Linked DNA regions of Pan troglodytes: region 1 is linked to region 2. The links are chromatin contacts, called in public Hi-C maps. All regions are on one chromosome and are shown on one strand. The core of a region is the stretch at or near the end of the contact, and the rest is flanking DNA. Distances in the headings are between cores, read along the strand shown.

Evidence for each region. A called contact is a pair of places that touch in the nucleus more often than the background predicts.
Region 1: a Hi-C map of stem cell-derived neural progenitor cells shows a contact between it and region 2, with 7 times the contacts expected there. The contact joins the promoter of FGF1 here to the enhancer-like site in region 2. A contact is called at or near these places in 1 of 7 Hi-C or Micro-C datasets (stem cell-derived neural progenitor cells) and 1 of 1 other capture datasets (stem cell-derived neural stem cells).

The regions. Positions count from the first base shown.
Region 1 is chr4:140,410,785-140,417,712 of NHGRI_mPanTro3-v2.0_pri, forward strand. FGF1 (fibroblast growth factor 1) reads right to left here and starts at 3,990. Exons shown (of 3, transcript XM_024356768.3): 1 at 3,866-3,990. The region is part of intron 3 of LOC107974888 (a long non-coding RNA gene); the gene reads left to right.
Region 2 is chr4:140,264,463-140,271,611 of NHGRI_mPanTro3-v2.0_pri, forward strand. All of the region lies in intron 2 of LOC107974888 (a long non-coding RNA gene), which reads left to right. Among named protein-coding and RNA genes, the nearest start is that of FGF1, 150 kb to the right of the region's middle. Within about 2 kb of position 3,904, at least 8 of the 24 cell types and tissues checked have an H3K27ac peak or open chromatin away from gene starts, as enhancers often do. A contact at or near this core is called in stem cell-derived neural progenitor cells and stem cell-derived neural stem cells, where this site is marked.

The DNA.
Region 1 (6,928 bases), core at 2,740-5,239, 150 kb after region 2:
TTTTGTAAAGATAAAGGAAATGACGTAAATCAATAGGATCTGCTCTTTCCACGATATGAAACCATATGAAGAGGCCAGTGTGCATCAAAGAAACAAGATACACTTGAACCAAAAGTTTTGCCAGCACAAAGATGACTGCATCAGCCGAGTCCAGTGGCTTGATGTGGGGGCATAGATGGTACAAGAAATCACCATCTCAAGATTTTGGTTTTCTTTGAGATCAGAATTTGGTTGCCTTCCAAATCCTGCCAAACACCCTGAGGGAGGAACCCAGCTTGGTCACCCTGGTGGCGGGTAGGAGAAAGGGCAGGGCCATAATGTACTGACCGGCAGCCCAAGGGGCAAGCTTAAATTCTAAAGCCTACCCTCTAGCCAACATTTCCCGCAAAGACCACCCTACCCCCGTTTAATTAAAAAGCACCCTACTCTCTGCAGAGTCCCAGAGACACCTCTTTTTGTGAAATCCCTGACATTCCTGTAGGCTCTGGGGCAGGGGAGTGACCCCTCACCCCTGGGTAGAATCTAATAAGAACTTCCCAGTAGAGGTACTGGGCACCCAGGTGGCAGAAGAGGGGTCTAAAATACATGTACTTCTTCCTGCTCTCTGACCAATCACCTGTGCCCTTTGTTCTTTAAACTCAGGCAGCAGGAAATTCTACTGATAGGTGTGTAAATGATTAGTGGAATAGGAAATGAGAAGGTGGCATCCTGGGTTATAATCCGCACATCACCACTTACTAGATGTATAATTTAGGATAAGTAACTCATTTCTTTGAGACTTGGTTTACCCATCTGCTAAATGGGATAATAGCAGTACTTGCCTCGTAGGGTCATTGTGAGGATTACCTGAGATGATGCCTGTAGGGACTCCAGCATACCATCTGTGTTTGCTATAGTTATTATATTACTTCTAAAGTCAGAATTAAAGACCTCAAGGCTGGGCGCAGTGGCTTATGCCTGTAATACCAGCACTTTGGGAAGCCGAGGTGGGGGTGGATCACCTGAGGTCAGGAGGTCAGTTCGAGACCAGCCTGGCCAACGTGGCAAAATCCTGTCTCTACTAAAAATACAAAAATTAGCTGGATGTGGTGGTGGATGCCTGTAATCCCAGCTACTTAGGAGGCTGAGGCAAAAGAATCGCTTGAACCTGGGAGGCGGAGGTTGCAGTGAGCCAAGATCTCACCATTGCACTCCAACCTGGGTGACAGAGCAAGACTCTGTATCAAAAAAAAAAAAAAAAAAGAAAGAAAAAGAAAAAAGAATTAACGACCCCAAGTAATCCATCCATTCTCCCTAATCTATTTAGGAAGACTCATTTTCTATTGGTCAATTAACTGGATGCACTTAATCAAGCACCTAGTATCTATTAGCTACCACAGAGAGGGCTTGGGAATGAAACTTAATTTTCCCGCAAGAATGGAGAATTCAAGCTGTGAGAGAAACTAAGATACATGAAGTTCTTAAAGAACATATAAACAGTAAACTGCAATCCTGACAGTCAATGCCATTCTGATTCAGAGAGGGGAGACAGCAGGAAAGTCTGGAAGGGCCAGATAAGGCCTCAGAGGGGAGACAGCACCAAGGTGGGCCCTCACAAGTCAAGATGAGTTCACAGCAGAAGAGGAGAGGGAAACAGAACTGGGCAAGGGTGGGTGAGGGAGAAGGGAGACCCATGTGAGCATGGGCAATTTGGGAGCCCAGGTGGGTCTGGGCCTGGTGCATGGTCTGGGAGCTAAGCCACAGACAAGCCTCCTGCTGTCTTTCCTACTCTCAAGGATCTCTAGGAATAACATGGCATGGAGTCTTTTAGTCACCTTTTCCACTAATAATTATCCTTCCTATGAGAACTTCTGTCACTAATACATTTTTATGGCATGTAAGAGGGAGGAGCTGCTATCAGATGAGCTTTGAGTCAATCTAGACCATTGCAAAAAAGCGACATAGAGTGGCAACCATTGATTTCGGCCACCCTGCATCTAGCCCCCTTTGTCCTGGGATGAGAACTCTGATCATTTCTGGGGAAACACCACTTCATTGCTTTCAGTCCATGCATTTTTGGGGATGGGAATGACTCCATGCCCATGGCAAGGATGGGTACAATACCCACATTCGTTCTATGAGATTGACCCTGAGATTCTAGCTAGAACTAGAAAGGGAAGCACCTGTTCTTGTACAGTGCTGTGCTAGTAGGATGTCAGCTGGGAGCTGCTGCAGCCATGTGGCCTTCACAATGGGCAGGTCTTCCTGGAAACAGAAGGACGCAGGGGAGGCAAAGCCAAGAAATGGAAAGACAGCTTCACGATGCCATCATCTAGGCCCCTGGATCTCATGATACCAAAACCTTGCTTTTTCAGGCACATCAGTTAATAAAAAAATCCTCTTGGCCGGGCGCGGTGGCTCACGCCTGTAATCCCAGCACTTTGGGAGGCCGAGGCGGGCGGATCACGAGGTCAGGAGATCGAGACCATCCTGGCTAACACGGTGAAACCCCGTCTCTACTAAAAATACAAAAAATTAGCCGGGCGTGGTAGCGGGCGCCTGTAGTCCCAGCTACTCGGGAGGCTGAGGCAGGAGAATGGCGTGAACCCGGGAGGCGGAGCTTGCAGTGAGCCGAGATTGCGCCACTGCATTCCAGCCTGGGCGACAGCGAGACTCCGTCTCAAAAAAAAAAAAAAAGAAAAAAGAAAAAATCCTCTTTTTGCCTAAATCTCTTCAAACTGGGTTTCAGTCCATGGTTACTAAATGAATCCTGACTTATTCAAGTAATGACCTTGTTCCTACCAGAATTTTGTTGGTTGCTTCTTAGCATGGGTATTTGTAGTCCATAGCCTAGGGGCAGACTACATCCAGGATAACAGTTTGTGTGTGGAAGTGATAGTGGCGTCTATCCATATCCCTAAATGGATATAGGTACATGTTCTATGAGGAGGCATTATAGGGGAGACCGAGGCTGCAAAATCTGTTTCTCCTCTTTGTCTCTGAAGTCTGTGTACAGAGCAATTTTCCCCAAACCCCTGATTTTATTCCTCTTGTTTTCAACCAGAGAAAGGAATACTTGAATCTGTTAAGTATGTTTTGCAGGGCTCTAAGAAATCAGGAAGAGATGGGGAAGGGAGGTGATGGGGAAAAAGAGGCTCTGCATGTCTCATTTTTGTTTTTTCCTTTTTGCCAACGACAAAGAATCAGCTGGCATCCTTTTATTTTCTATTTCATGCAGTGCTTTTTAAAATGAAGCATTAAGTCTACTGTAATGGGATTTGTCTAATGATTTCCTGGTAAACATCTTCTTGGATCTCAGCAAAGATAATTCACTTAGTAGGAACCATTTCCTGCTTCCCCACTAAGAACCAGACCTACCCAGTTCTTTCTGGGAGTGAATTGGCCTTTGAATGAGAGAAGGCAGTACAGGAATATTTCACTCTAACATTCATCACATAGACTCAAGCTTGCCACAGACCCAGATCAGGGAGGAGAAAAGGAAGGCGGGGGTGAGGGAGAACGTTCATGCTGAGCACAACATGAAGCCAAGCAGAAAGTCTGTAGCAATCTGAGCCCTTTGCAGAAACAGATGCACTCACCTCTTTGCCTTGGCTCTGGGGTGCTTTCTTTCTGGGGCAGTGACAGCTTCTGCAATGTCCACACTGTTCTACCAGGACGGCTGCAGGCAGGCTGCTGCAGGAGGAAGGGAGTTCCCATTCACCATCAGAAGGGAGTGTCCTCCCAGAAAAGGAGGCGATGCCCTGATTCCCCTGGAGCGAAGGCTGTTGGATCCACTTGTCCTCTCTCTCCTGCTCCCTTTCTGGTATGAATGGAGCTCAGAGAAACCCCATGAGAAGAGCTGAGTGAAACCACACACCATACCCACCTGTTAGTAGGTTGGCCTCCTAGCCTTGGGGATCCTGGAGAGGAAGGCTGCGGAGTGGGTCATGAGGCACTTGGGCCCCTACAAGTGCAGCTGACACTGGTATGCCCACAGAAAGGCCAAGGACAAGCACTGTGTATTTATTTCTCCCCCTCTCATGTGATCTTATTTTTGGACTGGACACAAAAGCTATTTGGGGGCTGGACAGCTGCCAGGTGAAAGGACAGTGATCTCATCCGAGTTCTCTCCATGCCTCTCTCTGCACTAGTCCCTGTTACCTTTCCCTATATGAGGCAGAAGGGAGCGGGTTTTGCTCTGAGCCTTACTTTCAGTACATCCGAGCAATGTGTCCAACTTATCATTTTTCTTCAATTAGCTGATTGCTACCCTTTGAGGTTTCACAGAGGATCAATGTAATGAACGAAGTCCTTACTTTTATGTCTGAGGCAGGTGAGTATTTCTGAGTCTGGTGGTCGTGTCGCACAGTCATCATACACACTATTTTAGATGCAAAGATCCTCTTTTCAACACCAGGATGGGAGCCCCAACCCTGAAAGGCAGATGTGGGCAACGCCACAGAGCTAGGCTCTCAATGTGTTGATTCTGCCTTCTGTCCTGGCTGTTTCTGCCTCTGGCTCCTAGGCTTGTAAAACTTACAACACTGAGACAGTTTGATTTTTCACCTCTGATCCTTCCTCTTCAGACATGAATGGAAAGTTTTGAAAATGTCATGCCTGGCAAGATGCCAATTCAATATCGTCCTTTTCACCATTATCACTGTTATTTACTGGGCTCTTTCTTGCTGAATGCCCTTCATTTGAGGAGTACTTCCGCATTCTTGTATTTAATCCTCACAACACCGCTGCCAGGAGGGTAAGATTGCTCCTATTTGATATCCAGGGAAGCTGAGGTTTGGAAAGGCTCCTTACCTAACCTTTGGAGAGGGTAGAGTGGGATGGGAACTCCCGACTGTCTGAGCTCTTGGCCACTTTGCCCTACCGTCTCCTGAAGATGTGAATCGTTGACATTTCACTGTTGTTTTCACTTCATAAGAGGGAAAACAAAACCCTTAGGGTTGATTCAGACCCACAACTTCAATCCTTGATTTCTGTTCCAAATCCAGTTATTGAAGGGGAGAGAAAATAAGGTTTTCATCTGTTTACAGTCCCAGGCCCTGGTTCTAGGTACAGGATGGAGTCTCTGGCCGCCATTCTCGTTGGAGCCATTTTCCTGTGAATAATTCGTTGTGCAAACACACACACCAGAGAGGACTGGGCTGGGCCGCCCAGGCCGGGTTCCCACTGTATCCAAGCTGGACTGCACTTTCCACTAACCTGAGAAAGAGACAGAGAGATTGAACCAACAGCTTGTCCAACACTGCCCTCTGCAGGTCACTAGGCTGCATTACCCCAGATGGGAGTCTGCAAGGCTTTCCAAAGAGGAGGGCCACACCAAGGATTATTTTTAGACAATCAGTTAGTTCTCCATTTCTGCAGCTATTCTTTCCTAAACCTGGTTTGCCTGAGCACGTGTCTGTGTTCATAACCCTTCCCCTACTGTATGAAAGGAAATCATACCTGTCAGTCTTCACAAGTCTTAATAAGGTGCCATTGCCCCAAGTATAAAAATATCAAAGTTCCCAAACTAGGAACTTCCTTTAATACTTTAATTCAGTCTTTTTAAATGATTAATTAGGCATTTTTTAATTCAACAACTTTGCTTTTCCTTCCTTGAATATTGAGGGACAGAACTGTGGAAGCAAATCAAAGAGAATATTAGAAATAATAACAGATTAATAGGTACACTTAAAGAATGATGCCACAGTTTAATTTTTTGTTTGTTTGTTTGAGACAGAGTCTCGCTCTGTTGCCCAGGCTGGTGTGCAATGGTGCAATGTTGGCTCACTGCAACCTCCACCTCCTGAGTTCAAGAGATTATCCTGCCTCAGCCTCCTGGGTAGCTGGGATTACAGGCGCCTGCCACCACGCCTGGCTAATTTTTGTGTTTTTGGTAGAGATGGGGTTTCATCAGTTTGAGGCTGGTCTCACACTCCTGATCTCAGGTGATCCACACACCCTGGCTTCCCAAAGTGCTGGGATTACAGGCATGAGCCACCACACCTGGCCCACAGTTTAATTTTTAAATTCCAGCTTTATAATATATTAGAAATTATGCTCTTGAAACCATATAAACTTAATGATGAAAATTAATATAAATGTTTAAATGTGGGTATATGTAACATTGTTTTTCAAAATTGTTTTAGAAGGTACAAGAACAATTTGTGAAGTCTGCTGTACCCTTGGGCTGGCTATTGCTGACTGATATTAGGTTGCCATCTATCCATCCATTCATCCAGCCATTCCGCAAATACCCATTGAGCACCTACTGTGTGCCAGGCCTTGTTTTAGGCACTAGATATAAAAATAGTGAGCAAAAAATGGCATGTTCCATGGCAAATTCTTAGTGATGGCCTCCTCTAGGAAGCTCAGGGAGGGAAACAGATTATGGATACACTTTTAATAATTAATTCAATAAATGTAAGAATTCAACAATGATAAGCACTACTAAGTGTTCTGTGCGGGAAACGTGTGAGGGGAGAAGAAAAGGCACACACAATACTTTTGAATCCCATATAAATAGCAATGCAGATATAATAAGCAAATGATATAATAAGCAAATTGCAATGGGAAAGGGAGAAGAAAAATATATATATATATTTATACCACCAGACTATGGAGGATTCATCACCAGGCCAGGAAGCAATAGCCTGGGCTCCAGAGTCAGCCACTCATCTGTGCACAGACGAGGAGAGGTCTGTGAAGCTTCGGCACAGTCTGGGACCCTAGCTCTTTTGTAACGAGTTGTTTGGCATGAGGTCCAGTCACGAGGGCCCTTCACAACTGGGCTCAAGGAACACAAAAAGGTCAACTTGTTTTTGTGATTGTCTGTTGTTTTTCAATAACTAATGTATAGGAATAGATTGAAATGGAGATTTCTCCGAAACAGTGCTGGATGAATGCCTCAAGGGGTTCACACAACCTGTTCCGGGACTTGGTGACCATTGTT
Region 2 (7,149 bases), core at 2,654-5,153:
ATATGCACACATATATATAAACATAAATGGGATTGTACTGCACACACTGTAATATACTTTGCTTTTACATTTAATCATAGTTCTAAACATCTGTCCAAAACAGCATATATATACATCGACTTCTATCTGACTGCATAGAATTCCATTGTACAGTAGATGTACTGTAATTTATTTCACCAATTTCCTGTTAATAGACATTTGTTTCCAGAGTCTTGCTCTGGAAGTCTGGACAAAGATTGCTGCAACACATTCCTTTGGACATCTATCTGTGTATCAATACATTGGTAGACGTGATTCATAGAATTGGAGTTGCTAGGTTAAATCGTATGTTAAATATCTAAGTAGTGCTCCCTGCAGTTACGTTCCCAGCAACTGTGCCAAAGCTGCTTTTTAAACTCAGATGGAAACCACAATTGGACATTAACTTTATATCTTATTCACTTATTACTTTTGTTATCTGGGTTTCTGTTCAGAGAAAGAATGACGTCTGACTTTTCAAAAGACAAATGAGAAGCAGGTGAGTGATCTGCTTCAGTATAATGCTTTCTTTTGTTTAAAGTGCATTATGGGCAAAAGTTCTGTCTTATTGCTGAAAAGATGCTAGTGATTATTCTTATTCAAGAATTCAAGATATAGGCAAACAGGAGGTCAAGGCTGCAGTGAGCTGTGATTGCATCACTGCACTCCAGCCTGGGCAACAGAGCGTGACGCTGTAAAAAAAAAAAAAAAAAGATATAGGCATATTAAGCTCTCAAGAAATGATGGAACTAGCAGAAAATCATTGGAGAGGAAGAATAGGGAATGCCACCAGGAATATAAAACCTGGTCTTCTAGATCCCAGGCTACAGAGGGGTTATTTCACCACAAATACAAAATGACTTTGAAAATAGAATTATATTCTAAATAGAATATAGGTGATAGAAAGATACCTTATTTAAAGACTGGAAGAAGATCCACATTTAGGGCTCATCAATATACTGTGATCTCTGACCACCCAACCCTATACTTGACACTTCCCCTCTCTTCTCAGAATCTTTTAAAAGCAGTCTCAGAGTATATGCAGCAGTAGTAGTGGTGATGATGGAGATAATGGAGTGTTTTTGTTTGTTTTTTCTTTATCCCCAATATCCAGTGAGCTGCTTGGATAAATGCTTAAAACAAGATGAAAATCTTTGTCCTGGATCTGTACATCCATGTACTCTTTTTGCATCTGCTCTGCTGATATTTTCATGCTCCCTTGACACCTGCCTGCTATTTTAGAAGAGGTCTTTGTATCAAAGGAGGGGTAGGGGAGTCGGGCATTTCCTCTGCACTAGCGAAAGGGCTGCGGGGGAGCCTGAGCCCCAGCCTCACTTCAGGTGGCAGAGGCCTTGCTGCTGGTCTTTCTTGGAGAGGCTGTCTTAGAAGTAGGTAGCACCCTCTCCTGGGCTAAATGCAAACAATCTCTGTTTGTCCTGAAATCATCTGGGATAATAACAGGCATCTCCGTTTCTCTGGCAAGCTCTGCCCCATCACTGCCCCCTCCTGGCCCCTTCTATTTTTTTTTTATTTGAATGCCACACTGGACCATTTACAAGTCCAAATGAGTCAGATTGGAGATTCTAAGTAAGACTGGTTAGGGAGCAGAAACTTATTTGAATACTCACCGTGTGCAGGGCAGGGATGTGAATATAAAATGAAATAAAAGCTTGGAGTCAGTATAGATAGAGAATATGAAGAATGAATGACTAAATGTTTATAAAATACTATTTAAACAATTCCCAACATGCTAGAGGAACTCTGCATATGGTAGAAATCGTATAGCGGTGAGGTGATGTGTGCTACCTGGCAGTCTCTTCATGAAATGGTAGACCCTGAGAAAGGAGTTGTCCAAAGCAGGAGGGTAGAGCCTCAGCTTGCGAAGTCTCTGGAAAGAGATATACTGGACGTTTCTTTTATTGAACAGTTTAACAGAAAACTGCAAAATTCAAACCTTCAGGACTCTCCTACCACCACCTTCTACCCTCTTGTCTTTTCTTCACCAGTCATTTGTTTTTCTCAATGACATTTGCAGAAAATGAAGACATTTTAATGATACCTTCGCCTTTCTACTCAGCATTCTGGTTTCTGCTTCATCTGAACATTTACCCTAATACTTCATCGAACTCCATCTACATGCTACATACTGATGACCATGGCTATTGTTCATTTTATCCCATAAGTCAAAGATTGTGTCTGTTTTGCTTGTTCAATTGTCAGTGTAACAATAATGAAAAATAATGGTAATAACTGTCACTTAGTGAGTTTTTACCTGAAGCCAAGCACATAATCATTTACCATTCTTTCAACTGATGCTCACAGTTACCTGATGGGATAAGAGCTTTATTATCCCAGTTTTTACAGATGAGAAAATTAAGGTTCAAAGCTATTCAGTAACTTGCCCAAGTTACAGAGATGGGACCTGAGCTTGGAAGTCTAGCTCTAAAGACCTTGTTCCTGTCCACTGTGAATATTGTTCTGCTTAGCATTCACAAGTAATAGATGAACGTTCAGGAATTCAGTGACTAAGGAAATAATCATGTTTCCAGGTATAGTTCATTGCATAAAAATTAATGTGACTTGAGACATCACAGAATTGAGCTAGGAGGGAAGTATAGCATTTCCAGTGTCTTCAGAGCAGTTTGTTAATAGAAGAGGTGTTGAGAGCTGGGTTGGCTTATTCCTAACAGAGCACAGAGCACTGACCTCCAGGGACACAGCCAAGACTTACTGAATACTTACTATGTTCCAGGCAGTGGGCTCAAAGCCCAGCGTGTTTTTCTGTTTAATCCTCACAACAACCTCACCTTACAGAGGAGGCTCAGAAAGGTGAAGCAACTTGCCCAAGGTCATCCAGCTAGTGGTTGGTGGAGTCAGGACACTTCATTGCTCTGCTGGACTCCTCTCAGGTGCCCCTGGGGGAACTTCAGATTGTCTTATAGGCCCCAGCTTCCCAAAGGATGCCCTCTGAATGGAGGGAGGAAGTTAGAGGGAGGATCAGGGTCTACCAGGAGGCTGCCAAAGGTGTGCGCTGGGAAATGCTCCTGGTCTGGAGGGTTTGAGGGAGCATGTCTGCTCTAGGAAAATCCAAATGGGCTTAGAAGAATCATGTCAAGGCCCAGGATAAGACTGCAAATATGTTTGGAATCTAAGCCTGTAAAACCTGTAAAATGTGCCCTCTAGTTATCTTTGTGTTTTTTTGTTTTGTTTTGTTTTGTTTTTTTGAGACAAGATCTCACTCTGTCGCCCAGGCTGGAGTGCGGTGGGGCAATCATGGCTCACTGAAGTCTCAACCTCCCAGGTTCAAGTGATCCTCCTGCTTCAGCCTCCCAAGTAGCTGGGACTACAGGCACTGTGTCCAGCTATTTTCGTTGTTGTTGTTATTGTTTTGTAGAGACAGGGTCTTGCTATGTTGCCCAAACTCCTGGACTCAAGTAATCCGTCCACCTTATCCTTCCAAAGTGCTGGGGTCACAGGCATGAGCCACCACTGCAGGCATAAGGCCTCTAGAAGGCCTAAGGCTTCTTTAGAAGTCAGAATGTGTCTTATAATTTTATAGTACCTAACTTTGCTGGCCACACCATAGGTACTTAATAGATACGAAGGAACAAGTGAATGAATCAATGAATGACAAGGAGAAGGCAGCCTGTGTGTGGGTAGCAGTCTGCTTAGGAACCCTTTCCTCCAGATACACGTATAAAGTAATGGTTCTGGTTGCTCTTATGAAAAGTTTGTGAAGTATGTTTTCAAGTTGGATTTGAGTGTGGGGCTCTGGAGACAGTGCCTGGGTTCAAATTCTTGCTCTGCCACCCCTAGTGATTGTCTGTGGCAAGTCAGTGAACCTATCCAGGCCCCTTGCTGTGAGTTGCAGGTGAAGCACCTGGCTAGAGGAGGCGCTTGGTAAATCCCAGCTATGCTAATCACAGTACCAAAACCCAGTCCAGCTGGAGGCAGTGCATCCGCCGTGGTTTACAAAGGCACCAGGGAATTGTTTCCCTCAGCATGTGAGCGTAAAATTCTCAGTCCCAAGTTGAACCCAAATGTGCAGGAACAAACACCTGGCCCCAAATATAATTTCCTCCCGCGGCTCATTGCAGCCCCGAGGAAATCACCGGGGGAGGGCTCGGGAGTGCGGCGCGGCAGCCCCATAATTTCCAGGGCCCTTCTCCTACACTGACACGTAATTGTCAGATTGTTTTATGAGAGCAGCTTCCTGCCCGCTTCCTGCCTGGCTTCCAAATGTGCTCATTCCCGAGGAAGCCTCACTTCTCCTTCTCGCCCTTAATCGCTCCTTTCCTGCCCGCCCCAGCCCCCAGGCTGGGCGATTTCCTAAATCACTCGGAATTGGCTTCCAGCGCCGGCGCCCCGGGTGGGCTCCCGGAGCGCGCGGGCCTGTGACCCGGAGGTCAGAGATGCCTCCGTCCTGTTTGATGTCTTGCCCTGGGGGCCTTCCCTCGCCCACCCCCTTTCCCCTCCCCTCCGGAGCTGATTTGGCTCCTGAAGTCAGGGAGAGATAATTCCCTGATCTGTTGCTCTTTGCTCTCCCTCCTGGGCTGGAGAGCAGGAGCCCTGCCTGGGTCCTCAGCCCACTCCCCTTCCCCACCCAAATGGGGCAATTCCAAATATTCCACCCTGAAGGAACTCCTTTCCTTAGGACCATTTCCCTGTCTCTCCAAAAGCCAACTGTTAGGAGGAAGTGATAAGCCCTAACACTTTTAGCTTAATTTTCCCCATTTGAAGAATTTCCGAGGAAGCATCATGGGGCTTTTTATATCTTAACTGTGTATTTTTTTATTACTAAAGAAATATGCAATCACGGTAAAAAAAATTTCAAACAGATCGTTTCCAGACGGAACCACAGTTAACAGTATTTTGAGTATCCTTCCAGAAGTGTTCCATACACATACAAGCATATAAAAGTATATATATGCTTTTTCTTTGCTTTACACAAATGGGAGCATATTGGACATCTTGTTCTACAACTTGCTATTTTTTATTTAGCACATTTTGGATGTTTTCCATTTCAATAAATCTAGCTTTACTCATTAAAAAAATTGTTACATCGGGAGGCTAAGGCAGGAGAATCGCTTGAACCCGAGAGATGGAGGCTGCAGTGAGCCAAGATCGGGCCATTGCACTCCAGCCTGGGTAACAAGAGCAAAACTCTGTCTCAAAAAAAAAAAAAAAAAAAAGTTCATGCCAGTGAAAACTCCAGTGAAAGTGTGTAGTTGCACGTACCATCACAAACACACATACAATCAAACTTTTTAACAGTCCTAAAAGAAATTTTAGTATTATTTAACTATTTAGGGGTGGGCTTCTAACCTTATTCCCAAATAATGACTGATTATTTTCTGTGATTCTCAGCTCATGAAAATTTGACCATTTTTCTATTATTTATCTGCATCTTACTGATTTGAAGATCTCTTCATCTAAATAGGAAAATAACGCTTTTCTATCATAGATTTTATCCGTAGTTCCCAACTTTATCATTTGTCATTTAGGCTTGTTTATGATATATTTTTCCCAAATAATATTTTAAAAATTATTTAATATAATAGTGAATTTATCAATTCTTTTGTTTTTTGCTTCTGGACATGCTTAGAAACCCTTCCATAAGCCAAGTGTGGTAGTTCATGCACCTGTAATCCCAGCACTTTGGGAGGCTGAGGTGGGAGTACTGCATGAGTCCAGGAGTTCGAGACCAACCTGGGCAACATAGTGAGACCTCATCTCCACAAAAATAAAATTTAAAAAATTAGCCAGGCATGGTGTTATGCACCTATGATCCCAGCTACTTGGGAGGCTGAGGTGGGAGGATTGCTTGAGCCCAGGAATTTGAGGCTGTGGTGAGCTGTGATTGTGCCACTGCACTCCAGCCTGGGCAACAGACTGAGACCTCAACTTAAGAAAGGAAGGAAGAAAGAAAAAGAGAAAAGAAAGAGAAAAGAAGCCTACCCATAAACTAAGCATTTTTGAAAAATAACTCATGTTTTCCTTTGTATTTTTCACATTTAAATCTTTAAAATGTTGAGGGGAAAATAAATCATATAATACAGGTCGGACATTATTTCCCACCTCCCTTATCAGGTATTCTCATGCTATTCATTAACTAATGTGTCTTTTCTTGGCAGTTTTAAAAAATAAAATGTCTTCATATAAGGAAAACACTTATTGTTTCATAATGATAGCTTTCCCAATATGTGAAGCTCTTTAGAGAAGAAAATAATTTGATCCTTAGCAGCTTTAAAGATGATGAGACCCATCTTCCAGAAAAAACAGGTTCATTGCTTATATTTGACTAGTCTTAGTGAAATGAGTGGCCCATAAGATGGATTCTCAGTGGCTGTTTTCCCCTCATTCATTAGGCAAGCCCTCATTGCTACTGTGTAAAGTGGTCTATGGCATCACAGGAATGACCATGTCTAATTTTTGCCCTCAGGAAGTATATAATCAAACAGGAAAATGTCAGACCTTTATTTTCTGGAGGGGTCTGGCTGCACGTGCGTACGTGTGTGTGTTTGTGTGTGTTTACTGTGGGTTCCTAGGGCTTTGAAAATGTAAAGAAAGGAGATTCAGATTCGTTTAGTTGATTATTTCAGGAAATACACTGTTGAATAGTTGAAAGTTGGAATAGAACATCGGAAAGTATTGTAAGGAACATGCATTTTAGAAATGCATACTCTGTGTGAATATTCCTGTTTATTTTCATTTGTCAAAGAAGCAAAGTCCTTTTTGGGTACAGACCCCTCAGATTTAGAATTTCAGAGTCAGGAGATAGGAAGGAGACTAACTTGTTAGTTATTCCTGTATGTTGCTTATCATACCCATTTTACTGAATGAAAACTCCATGTCTTACCCACAGGTATTATTACCAAGTAGCAGAGGTAGAATTGCATGCAGCTTTCTCAACTCAAGAGTTGTGGTGGACATTTTTAGTTGCCTACCCAGTAGCTACTCCCCCAACCCTTTCCTGGCTAAGAAAACTGATTTTGTATGAGGTGAGAGTGCCCAGCCTGAGGCAAGGATGCCACTGAATTCCCTTGCTAAATCACCCTTTTATAGACTCTCTTTTGCAGCTAGGGGACTGTATTAGTTTGCTAGGGCTGTTACAACAAAATCCCAGATTGA